Regions from separate parts of the Sus scrofa genome. Here region 2 is linked to region 1. A link is a contact called in public HiChIP or PLAC-seq data. All regions are on one chromosome and are shown on one strand. The core of a region is the stretch at or near the end of the contact, and the rest is flanking DNA. Distances in the headings are between cores, read along the strand shown.

Region 1 (6,377 bases), core at 2,286-4,785:
TTTCACATGAAAATTCTAAGTTTCCAACAAAGGAATATACTAAATAGTTTTGCAAATCTGACCGTGGAGCTTTATTTCACGAGCATCTATTTGAAGAACCTGATTCTCAATAGTACTCAGGAAAATATTGGCCTATCGTATTTAAAATACAATTCAAAAAGTAATTATCCAAGTTAGAATTATAGGTTAGCCTTATGACTATCATTCTGTGATGACAAAAATTAAGATAAAGTCCTTGTTTCAAGAGGAATGAAGGTTTGGGGAAATAAACTGCACAAAATTTGTAATAAGCCATCTCAATTTTACATATAATGTAAATAAACTTTTTCCTGAGACAAAAGATTTTTTTCTCTTCTCAGTATAGGATGATACTTTGTTCAGTTCAAGTTTTCCCTTTTGGGTCCAAATCTCCATTTCAGATGTGAGGAAGTAAAACTTTAGTACAAGCAAAAAAAAAAAAAAAAAAGCAAAACCTGTTTCAGTCTAATTATTTCTTTCAGTTAAAAGGAAACATGTTAAATCCATGACTTTAATTTTACTGTTTCCAAATCCCTCTTTCAGCAGTGAATACAATAATTGCCTAACTAAAGAGGAGATGTCTTATAGTTTAAATGACTCAGGCTCATTTCTAAAATGAGAAAAAAAAATCTCTAGGAAGAATTTTTCAAATTAAAGACATGCTCTTTTAATTTGTTTCCTAATTTTCTCAGCCATGACGCAAAATGTTTAGATTGAAAAATAAGCCCTGAGAAAAGCTTAAAATAAAAGTCCCTTTAAAGCAAATGCAATTTAATTCTTCATTATCATTTATCTGGTACCTACTAAGCTTCTTTCAGATGAAAAATTACACTGTTACTGGCATTTTACTACTCTTCTTTAAATGCATTAATATTATTAATGATCATGTTCATAAATACTTTTTGATTAAATTATCTTGAATTAGGATAAAAACAAAACGATTTAAACAAGCAAATGTTTGGAAGTGAAATTTCTCAAGTTTGATGGTGTGAAATAAAAGTTTTGAATATATTTCTTTCAACAATGATCTGAAGATGGGCTTCTATTATTAAAGAAAAAGAAATGTCTATTTTGTTTCCATTTATTCTCACCTCTTTAATATGCCAGAAAAAAAAATCTGAAGTTATTTCTTGGAAGTTATTTCACAAAAGAACACTGAGTGCTCTTCTGAGATAAGGTTGAGATAGAAACATGCTGATTTAAAATTTATCAAAAATAATGCAAATCTCATACTATAATCTCATCGAGAAATTTCTCCTCTGCTTCTACAGTCGCTCTCAAAAGGCTAAGACCATCTCACACTTATATTCCATTAACCTCAGTCCCCCCCATTTCTTCAAAGCAGCGTATAAAGATCAGCTTTCTGGGGGGAGTTCTTATTGTGGCTCAAGTGGTTAACAAATCCGACTAGGAATCATGAGGCTTCGGGTTCGATCCCTGGCCTTACTCAGTGGGTTAAGGATCCGGCGTTGCCATGAACTGTGGTGTAGTTTGCAGACGCGGCTTGGATCCCGAGTTGCTGTGGCTCTGGCATAGGCCGGCAGCTACAGCTCTGATTAGACCCCTAGCCTGGGAACCTCCATATGCTGAGGGCAAAAGACAAATAAATAAATAAATAAGATCAGCTTTCTGGTAATAGAGAGGATTCTGTTGGCACCTGCTGACTTCACCTTTGTTGGAGCTGCCATAGCCTCATAACGGCTCCATCCCAGCATCTGCTGTCTTAAAGCCACAGAAGCATTCCTGTCTGGACTGGTAAACACCAAGAGATGTCAACAGCAGAACCGTTGACATTTGGTCTGGATAATTCTGTGTTGAGGGTTGGGGGAGCCATCCTGTGCAGCCTTGAGAAAGAAGGAAATCCTGCCATTTGTGACAACATGGACTTGTGCCAGTGTGCATTATGCTAAGTGAGATAAATCAGACAGAAGATGACAGATATCATATAATCTCATTTATATGTGAACCCTAAGAAAGTCAAATTCCGAGAAACAGAGAGTAGAATGATGGTTACCAGGGGCTGGGGGAAATGAGGGAACCAGTGAAATGTTGGTCAATGGGTACAAACTTCCAGTTGTGAGGTGAAGAAGTCCTGGAGATCTGATGCATCACAATGATTATGGTCAACAGTACTGTATCGTAGATCTCAGAGTTTTCAAGAGACAAGATCTCAAACATTCTCACCACAAAAAAGAAATAATAACTATGTGATGTGATAGAAGCAGTAGTTAACACTACAATGGTTATCATATTGCAATATGTTAAGTGTATCAAATCAATACCTTCGTACATCTTAAACTTAACACAATGTTATACCTCAATTACATCTTAATTTATTTAAAGGAAAGAAAAGAAAAACTAAGAATTTCTTTTTTTTTTTAGAAATGTGACTTTTTAATTCAGGTTTATTCATTTCTCTTTATTCATCCATTCAACAAATATTCATTAACTGTCTGGCCTATACTAATGGTGGTGCTTAAATGCTGGGAATATATTGGTTAGAAAGAACGGTGTGTTCTGTTAAGAAAATTTTCCATACCCGGAAAAAAAAAAACAACTTTTTTAAAAGAAACATACCAGAGCATAGCTTCATTCACCCAAATTCTCAGTGATATTCAAGTTAGGTCCTGATTCTCAGAATTAATACATTTGCAAATGTTCAGGTTCTAATTACAAATATGCTTACTTTGTTAAAGAAAAAAAAATGTAAGAACCTGAATTTTGATGGTACTATATTGGTTCAGTTTATTAATGCTTGAAATTGAAACTGGTACAATTATATATTCTGAGATAATTTCCAGTTTGCTTTTTTTAATTCATAGTAATTTCTGAGCATTAAGTAATATGGGTGAATTTTTGACTCTAAAACTTAAAATCTTTTTTCTGAATCACAAAATGAGTCCATTAAATAAACCTGTTCCTTTAATCCAAAAAGACAGTGGTCTACTCAAGGACTGCTTTGTTATTTTTTTGCACAGAGTAGACACACATGTACTGTTGCCTAAAATGTAGACTTACAAAACAAAGATAAGACCAGAATCTAATCTTCCTTGGTGGTTTTAAGACACTTTCCATAGAAGCATATCTTCCCAGTGAGAATTTAGATAATGATCCCAATCTAATCCCCTGGAAGTTTCCATTGTCCCCAGAAAGCACGGTTCCAAAAAACCCTTTCACCGGTACACTGGGCACAAGTCCAGCTGATGATGCTTAACCGCCCATTGAATTATTTGCAACAGGCCTTTCTGCCTACATTTTAAAGTTTGGCTTGAAAGAGAAGCTGTAGCGAGGCAATGGGCTTTAGTCAAATACATAACAAAATAGTTTATAGAGATATCAAATTCTATCTTATTCTTCCTATAGCTTAAGATTCAGGAGAGAGTGAGACTTTTTTTCTCTCTTCCTTGATTCTTTTCTTTTTTTCTTTTAATTGCCACATCTTTGGTATATGGACGTTTCCTGGCTGGGGTCAAACAGGAGCTGCAGTTGCCAGCCTACGTCACAGCCACAGCAACACTGAATCTGAACCACATCTGTCACCCACGCCTCAGCCTGAGGCATCACAAGATCCTTAACCCACTGAGTGAGGCCAGGGATCAAACCTGCATCCTCGTGGACACTACGTCAGGTTCTTAACCCACTGAGTCACACCAGGAACTCCTCATCCTTACATTTTTATCCAAGTAATTTCATCTTGGAAGCTTTTGTTGTTGACAAGAAATAAGATGTCTTTTTAAAAATTGAATTATAGTTGACATAATATTGTATTCATTGCAGGTGTACAGCACAGTGAAATACAATGAAGGAAACCTTTAACAAAACAAAAAGGCAACCTACTAAATGGGAGAATATATTTGCAAGATGACTTTGTTTTAACAGCCTGACCTTGAAGATGCCGTAGAGCAAATCTCTAAAACCAGGTCTAGACAGGGGTGATTGGAGGGGACAGATTTAGAAGAGGCTGGTTTTCAAGAGGAGTAGCAGCCCAGGGTCTCCCGCTGAGTAGAAACGCTGAGGTTCCACAAAGGACTTGAAGGCTGGGTAGCAGGTTTGAAGGGAGGAAGAGCAGGCTCTCAAGGGCTCTTCCACCTCGGCTCAGCCTGGAGGGGCCACACAGCTGCCCACCTGCAGGGCTTGGACAAGGAGGACTTCAGCTGTGGTCCAAATGTCTACACCTTAATGTCCTTACTTCTGGAAACACTCCCTTTTGACCCTCAGGAAACAGAAGGAATTCCCCCGAAACCTGAGATTAGGAAGACAAAGCTCACAACCAGATTTGATTTGATATTGAACAAATAAAGGAATGTGACATTTCTTTTTCTTTTTTCTTTTTTTTTTTTTTTTGTCTTTTGTCTTTTTAGGGCCACACCCATGGCATATGGAGGTTCCCAGGCTAGGGGTCCAGTTGGAGCTATAGTCGCTAGCCTAAGCCAGAGCCACAGCAACATGGGACCCGAAATGCTTCTGTGACCTACCCCACAGCTCAGAGCAATGCCAGACCCTTAACCCACAGAGCAAGGCCAGGGATGGAACCTGCGTCCTCATGGATACTAGTCAGATTGTTTCCGCTGAGCCACAAGGGGAACTCCAGGAATGTGACATTTCTTAGACCCAAGTGTTATGCAATAAGTCCACTGCCACACACATGCCCTGCCTCGCCTGCTCCAGCTCTCAGGTTTTTTGTTTGTTTGTTTTTTTGTCTTTTGTCTTTTGTTGTTGTTGTTGTTGTTGTTGTTGTTGTTGTTATTGTTGCTATTTCTTGGGCCGCTCCCACGGCATATGGAGGTTCCCAGGCTAGGGGTTGAATCGGAGCTGTACTTGCCGGCCTACGCCAGAGCCACAGCAACGCGGGATCCAAGCCGCATCTGCAACCTACACCACAGCTCACGGCAACGCCGGATCGTTAACCCGCTGAGCAAGGGCAGGGATCGAACCCTCAACCTCATGGTTCCTAGTCGGATTCGTTAACCACTGCGCCACGACGGGAACTCCAGCTCTCAGGTTTTTAAGCTAGACACCTCCAGAGGAGAATATTTAAAATATTAAAATATATAACATGTATATATATAGGTGTGTATATATGTATATATGTGTGTATATATATATATATATATATATCAGAGTTACCATTGTGGCTCAGCAGGTTAAGAACCTGACACGGTGTCCAGGTTGGATCCCTGGACTTTCTTCTCAGTGAGTTAAGGATCCAACTTTGCCATAAGCTGTGGCGTAGGTGGTAGATGTGGCTCAGATTTCTCCTGGCTGTGGCCTCAGGTGCAGCTCTGATTCAACCCCTAGCCTGGGAATTTCCACATGCCACAGACAGGGCCTTAAAAAAAAAAAAAAAAAAAAAATATATATATATATATATATATATATATCTTAGCAAATGTTGCTGCTTAAAATGAGTAGCTGTGTGGGCTTTCAGATTTAATGGTATTTTTAATGCATTATTTGTTTATAGGATAAGTAGAACAGGGCTCATGAAATTTAAACTTTGCAAATTCCACTTCCACATTAGATAGAAACTGGGTCCTGAAAGAGTTGGAAGGTCATAATTATTTAGCTATAAGAACAAAGTGGAGGCTTGTTTGGAACAAGCCATACATCGCACAGAAAGATATGATCTGGTATAAGCCTCAAGGGGAAAATCAGCTCTGATGATACCAGTGACACAGGGTGGGGCTCAGGAGCAAGCCTGCTGACATGTCTGGAGACTTAAGTGCAAACAGCAGGTAAGAAGCCTGGTTTAAGCTTGAGTCTATAAACAGTAGGAGGGAGGAGCGATTCAAGTGTGGTCTTAAAGCTGATAGTTTTCCCTTTATTTTTGCTCAGGTTTTCATTTAAAATTTATTGTAATGGAGTCTGCACAAAGGGAGGGGGTGAAGGGTGGGGAGCAGCAGGAGACTCAGGAACACAATGACATGGCCAGGGCCACAGCTTCTGTCGTGGAGGAGAGGGATGAAAAGAAAAGACCAGGGCTGGAGCTGGGGAGGAAAAGGGAAGGGGAGACACTGCAGCTGTATCTCCCCACCCCCAGGAAGCACCTCTAGTCTCTGTATCCCCCTATTTTCCCTGGGCCCCTAAGACTCCACCTCTTGTCCTGGTCCTAGTGGCTCTTTTTTTTTTTTTTTTTTTTTTTTCTTTTTCACTTTTTAGGTGCGGCATATGGCGGTTACCAGAATAAGGGTTGAATTAGAGCTAAAGCTGCCGGCCTTAGCCACAGCCACAGCAACGCAGGATCCAAGCCACATCTGCAACCTACACTACAGCTCACGACAATGCCGGATCCTTAACCTACTGAGCAAGGCCAGGGATTGAACCTGCATCCTCATGGTTCCTAGTCGGGTTTGTTAACC
Region 2 (6,377 bases), core at 1,557-4,056, 260 kb before region 1:
TGCTTGTATAGTCTTGAGATTAAGCCCTTGTCAGTTGCATCATTTGAAATTATTTTCTCCCATTCTGTAAGTTGTTTTTTTGTTTTCTTTTTGGTTTCCTTTGCTGTGCAAAAGCTTTTCAGTTTGATTAGATCCCATTGATTTATTTTTGCTTTTATTTCTGTTGCTTTGGGAGACTGACCTGAGAAAATATTCATGACGTTGATGTCAGAGAATGTTTTGCCTATGTTCTCTTCTAGGAGTTTGATGGTGTCCTGTCGTATATTTAAGTCTTTCAGCCATTTTGAGTTTATTTTCATGCATGGCATGAGGGTGTGTTCTAGTTTCATTGATTTACATGCAGCTGTCCAGGTTTCCCAGCAATACTTACTGAAAAGACTTTCTTTTTCCCATTTTATGTTCTTGCCTCCTTTGTCAAGGATTAATTGACCATAGGTATCTGGGTTTATTTCTGGGTTCTCTAATCTGTTCCATTTGTCTGTCTGTCTGTTTTTGCACCAGTACCACACTGGCTTTGTAATATTGCCTGAGGTCTGGGAGAGTTATGCTTCCTGCTTGGTTTTTGTTCCTCAGGATTACTTTGGCAATTCTGGGTCTTTTGTGCTTCCATATAAATATTTGGTTTGTTTGTTCTAGTTCTGTGAAAAATGTCATGGGTAATTTGATAGGGATTGCATTGAATCTGTAGATTGCTTTGGGTAGTCTAGCCACTTTTACAATATTGATTTTTCCAATCCAGGAGCATGGAATATCTTTGCATTTCTTTACATCGTCTTTAATTTCCTTGATTAATGCTTTATAGTTCTTAGCATATAAGTCCTCTATCTCCTTGGTCAGGTGTATTCCCAGGTATTTGATTTTTTAGGGTTCAATTTTAAAAGGTATTGTATTTTTGTATTCCTTTTCTAATATTTCATTGTTAGTATACAGAAATGCGACTGATTTCTGAAAGTTAATCTTTTTTTTTTTTTCTTTTTTTCTTTTGTCTTTTGCCTTTTCTAGAGACGCTCCTGCAGCATATGGAAGTTCCCAGGCTAGGGATCCAATTGGAGCTGTAGCTGCCAGCCTAGGCCAGAGCCACAGCAACACCAGATCTGAGCCGCTTCTGTGACCTACACCACATCTCACTGCAATGCCGGATCCTTAGCCTACTGAGTAAGGCCAGGGATCGAACCCGTAACCCCATGGTTCCCAGTCGGATTTGTCACCAATGAGCCACGACAAGAACTCCTGAATGCTAATCTTATATCCTACTTCTTCTTTATTTCTTTCTCTCTTTCTTTTTCTTTCTTTCTTTCTTTCTTTCTTTCTTTCTTTCTTTCTTTCTTTCTTTCTTTCTCTCTCTCTCTCTCTTTCTTTCTCTTTCTTTCTTTCTTTCTTTCTTTCCTTCCTTCCTTCCTTCCTCCCTCTCTTCCTTCTTTCTTCTCTTCCTTCTTTCTTGCCTTATCTCTCTATGCATAGCAGATATCTCCAATTTGAACTTTTTGGCTTCAGAGTTACAGGAAATAGGTATCAACTGAGCCAATTCTCAGAAAATTCTCAGTATCTGGAAAGAAATCCAGAGTCTCTCAGTTCTTGGTTATTTATAATAATGAAAGGGACCAGTAGTATAGAGAATCCAGATTGATAAATAATTGTGGAGAAATCTCAAACTAATTTAAATATATAAATTAATAACTAGAGTGATATATTAATGGGGGTCTTCCTTCTTAGGCAAGGCATTTATACCATAATTTTAAGGGCTTGGCTTTCAAAAGGAGGGGACTTGCATGACCTCATCTGACATTATCCCTACAGCTTATAAAATAAATTTTTGTAAGAGCCGCTAATATCCTGGAATATACTTCAGATAGGAGAGGCCAGCAATAGGTTATGGTTTGTTTTAAAGGATGAAATGTATTCTCTCTCTCTCTCTTTCTCTCTCTCTCTCTATATATATATATATAGGAATGTGGCTATTAGAGCTGGTAAACCTTCTGTGATAAAGTTCCTAGGGTGGATCTCATTAGGAAATGCCAAAAAGTTGAGAGAGGAACCAGAAGGAATGATCACTTATAACAACTTCTAGGAATATTTTTATTAACAAGGATTTCCCTATAAACAGTGGTGCTCATTCTTGCTTGGACCCAACCAGTGAATTAGTATTTCAAATTCATTCAAACTCTATGCATCTCCTCTCTTTTGATTCTTATTATCTTTCTGATTCTCACTTTTTAGGAATGAGGAATATAAGAAGGAATATAAGTTACTGTTTTTATTGAAAAGGAACTCCAGGTTTACATCTCTTCTCTGGAGAATTTGCAAGTAGACTTATAATGAATAATTGTGAGTTTTCTTTTCTTAAAATCATTTTCCAAACACTGCATCAACCATGGGAAATAAAAAAGATGTTCACATGAAAGAAAAAGATGCTGACCTGTCAGTTCACTGTCCTAAAAACCAATGTGGATCTATGCACACTTGTACTGAGCAATGGCAGATTACAGAAATGCTCGAATGATTGTTTTTCAAACTGCTAGATGGGAGGAAGATAAATGGATGAAATTCTTCCTCATTCTCCCTAGGTGGCATAGTTCCAGATTCTTTAGACTTTTTATTTTAAATAATCATTTCACCCTTTGTATTTTCTGTTTTCTTCAAGTTGATTCTTCTTGAATAAGGGATCCCGGAACCAGACACCTCTATGGACCAGCGTTTCGTGAAAAAGCAGTTCTTCCTTTATCTATAGTTTCTCCTCCTTCCCGCTTCCTCTACCTTATATATCCTATTTCCCAGTTTTTGACCACTAGATGTCATGAGTCACACAAATGCCTCAAAGATGTAGAAATTTCCTCCTAAAATGAGCCCCTGGATATCTTGACTTTCCATATGCAAACTTATATCACTTGGGCTCACATCCTAGCTCCAATTTACATGCGATTCAAAATAGAAAGTTCAGAAAAATTCGCAAAATCAGGGAAAAACAAAATGGTTATTTTGTAGTGTGTGAATGGCTTGTCAAAGGGGCAGATCTGTGTGGTTTTGAACTCTGCAGAACTTGTTCCTTCAGGCTTCCTCCCCCCTTGACCTCCAAGGTGCCTTTAGCTTCAATACATGAGATTGATAGGCATCTCCCTTTAGGAATGGGCTTCGCAAGAGCACAGTGAAATAGCCTTTGGAAAGCTTTGCATTACTTTACAATAGGGGATATCCACACTCATTCTACTTATTTGAGTTTTAGCTGAAAGGGCTGACACATTAAAAAATTATTTTCAAGTCATGGCTTTTGAAAGCTAGGAGGATCCAGAGTTTCTGCTGTGGTGCAGTGGGTTAAGGATCCAGCATTGATTCAGTTGTGGCATAGGTTGAAGCTGTGGCTTGGATTTGATTCCTGATCCAGGAACATCCACATGCCACAGGTGCGGCCAAACAAGAAAAAAAAAAAAAAAAAAAAAAAAGAAAAAAAAAAAAGAAAAAAAAGAAAAAGAAGGCTAGGAGGATCCTTACAATGATCTAACTTTTTCATTTTGCATCAGGGAAATGATGCCTGAAGCGGTTTGCTCATTGTCCAAAGATGGTAGCAGAACTAGATCTTGGACACACCTCTTCTGTCTCCTAGGCATCCTATGTCTTCTGTGTAATTTGCTGTTCTTAGAATAGATTCATGCATCAGCCTTGGAATTAAAAAAAAAAAAAAGAAGCCAAAATATTCTTTAGACTGTATTTAATATTACAAGGAAAATCTCAGCTCAGTAAACTTCCTCTGCGGAGATTTACTGTTAAAAACATTAGCCTGTTAGTTACTGGGACAATGACAAAAAACAAATTTAATGCTCTAATTTTACAGAATTTTCAGATTTCTTTTTAATTCAGATAGATGAAATAACTTCCATTTAGCTTTTCTTTGCATGGCAAGTCACACAGATCTGTACATACCTTTCAAGAATTTTTGTTGTTGTTGTTGCTTTTTAGGGCTGCACCTGTGGCATACAGAAGTTCCCAGGATAGGGGTCAAATCAGAGCTGTAGCTGCCAGCCTACACCACAGCCACAGCACCATGGAATCCAAGCCATGTCTGTGACCTGCACTACATCTCATGACTACACTGGATCCTTACCCCACTAAGTGAGGCCAGGGATTGGATCCGCATCCTCATGGATACTAGCTGGGTTTGTTAACCACTGAGCCATGGTGGGATCTCCTCTTTTCTCTATTCTGATTGAGTTTTCCATTGCTAAGTCCAGGTCCAGAATTTCTTTCAAGTAAGAATTTTCCCCTAATTACAATATTAAGCGATTGCTTTGGCTATATTCATTTATAAAAGTTTTGAAAGATTGCACTAAAAATTAATTCTTTGGTCACAGATCTAGTTAAATTGGTAATTCTGAACAGTATTTGAGATATTTTACAAAAAAATCACAAGGTCAAGTAAGTTAGAGAAGTAGGGCTCTGTGCTTAAAATCCTTTATTAGACATTACTAAGACTGCTTAGCATATTGTAGACTCTGAAAAAATCCTACAAGAATCATAGTCAAATCTAATATTTTCCAAGTATCATTGCTCAGAAGCTTTTATTGTAAAATACCAAATAACATCTTGTGAAAAACATGTTGAGAAATCTTGATTGCCAAAATGACATACAATCCTCATTTGATAATTCAGCTACTCTTTCTTGCCATGTGCCATCTTTCTATTTGATTTCTATCTCATTTATTGGCAGTATCTAAATAGTATCCCTTTTGCCTCCATTGCCACTTTCTGACCCATCAGATTCATAGTTGGCAACATCAAAGACCAAAGCCTTGCTAAGTTTAGCCACAGAATTTTCCAAGTATCAGTATCCTGTAGACAGAACGACTGTTTTAAAATCATTACTTTCATGTGTGTTATAAAACTGTGTTTCAGTTGATTTCCTCTAACTCATGTATTTTCTTTCACTTAATGTAAAATTGTTTCGTGTTAGAGTCCAAGATTGTTTACTAGAGGTTAAATAAGCCTGGACTAAAAATCCAATGGTTCTATTTCCTGGAAGTTGATATTATGGCTGTTACCTGGTTGTGGGAGTAACTTGAACATTCAAAGTAGAACACTAACTCGTTAGTGTGGCATTATAGGTTGAGTGCAGGTGTTTCCAAGGAGGCATGAAGTGCCAAACACAGATCCCCACGGGTAATGGAGTTTAAGTGCAAGAAAACAAGATAAAACAAGGTAACCTGGCTACTATCCCACTTTCTTGTTATGATTTGGCTTTAGGTCCTGATGTTTCCATAACTAGCTTATTCCAAAAATCTCACCAAGTATTGTCACAATATTTTTGCACTATTTTGGATATAGCCATAGCTCAAATGATCCTCTTTCCCCATGAGTGTTTTTTTTTTTTTTTAATTTCTGTATCCTGAGAGGGAATTCATTTAGATTAATTTTCTATGTCATCATACAAAGAACACTTACTTTGCAGTGGCTTGGAATAAAATACTTACATTTCTCCTATTTTGCTATAAAGAAATTCCAGAGAGACTCTGGCCAATTTGGCTTATGGGTTCATCCATTAGACCAATCACTGTAGCTACTGCTAAGATCTGTGCGTACCAGTCTATGCATGACTTGGAATTTATAACCTCACTTCAAAAAGTCCTAGGGAGAGGAAAACAATATTATTGTCAAGGTGAATATAATCTTGGGATGGATTAAAAGGGCTTCAACACATTGGAGAAGTGTATGCAGTGGATCAGGAGAATGGATGCAGGTCAGCTTCTGCCACTTTAGCTGAAGACCAGCTTTGTTGTTCCATTTATAGAGCACAGGTAGAGTAGATTTAGCATAATTCTGAAGGATTTTCAGAATGGTAAATAAGCATTGACTTAACCATTATGTAACCAGTTGCATTAGTCCTATCAAGAGACTTGGCCTGTCCTTTGAATCTTTGAAGTTAGGCATTGACTTGTCCTCTTCAGCTATGAAAGCCATAGGTGGTATTTTCTTCTAATATAGGGTGGTTTCATGTACAATGATAGTCTATTGTTTCATGTAGCCACCTTCATTAATCACCTTAGCTAGATCTTCTGGATAACTTGCTGCAGTTTCTACATCAGCGCTTGCCACTTCACCTTGCACTTTTTTTTTTTTTTGCTAGATTAAAGGATATATGTGCTTTTTAAAATTTTTTGATTTTTTTATTATCCAATGAATTTATTACATTTATAGTTGTAAAATGATCATCACAATCCAGTTTTATATTATTTCCATCCCACATACTCAGTGCATCCCCCACCCTCCAAACTGTCTCCTTTGGAAACTATAAGTTTTGAAAGTCTGTGAGTCAGTATCTGTTCTGCAAAATTCATTGTATTCTTTTTTCAGATTCCACATATAAGTGATGGCATTTGATGTTGGTGTCT

What was found. HiChIP or PLAC-seq counts read pairs in DNA pulled down with a chosen protein or histone mark.
Region 2: an H3K27ac HiChIP or PLAC-seq map of alveolar macrophages shows a contact between it and region 1. The contact joins two enhancer-like sites. A contact is called at or near these places in 4 of 47 Hi-C or Micro-C datasets (embryonic fibroblasts, heart right ventricle and retroperitoneal adipose tissue) and 1 of 2 datasets of contacts at active chromatin or transcription factors (alveolar macrophages).

The regions. Positions count from the first base shown.
Region 1 is chr4:54,992,104-54,998,480 of Sscrofa11.1, reverse strand. No RefSeq gene overlaps it. Among named protein-coding and RNA genes, the nearest start is that of IMPA1, 51 kb to the right of the region's middle. Within about 2 kb of position 3,535, at least 4 of the 83 cell types and tissues checked have an H3K27ac peak or open chromatin away from gene starts, as enhancers often do. A contact at or near this core is called in alveolar macrophages, where this site is marked.
Region 2 is chr4:55,246,845-55,253,221 of Sscrofa11.1, reverse strand. No RefSeq gene overlaps it. Among named protein-coding and RNA genes, the nearest start is that of FABP5, 33 kb to the left of the region's middle. Within about 2 kb of position 2,806, at least 2 of the 83 cell types and tissues checked have an H3K27ac peak or open chromatin away from gene starts, as enhancers often do. A contact at or near this core is called in alveolar macrophages, where this site is marked.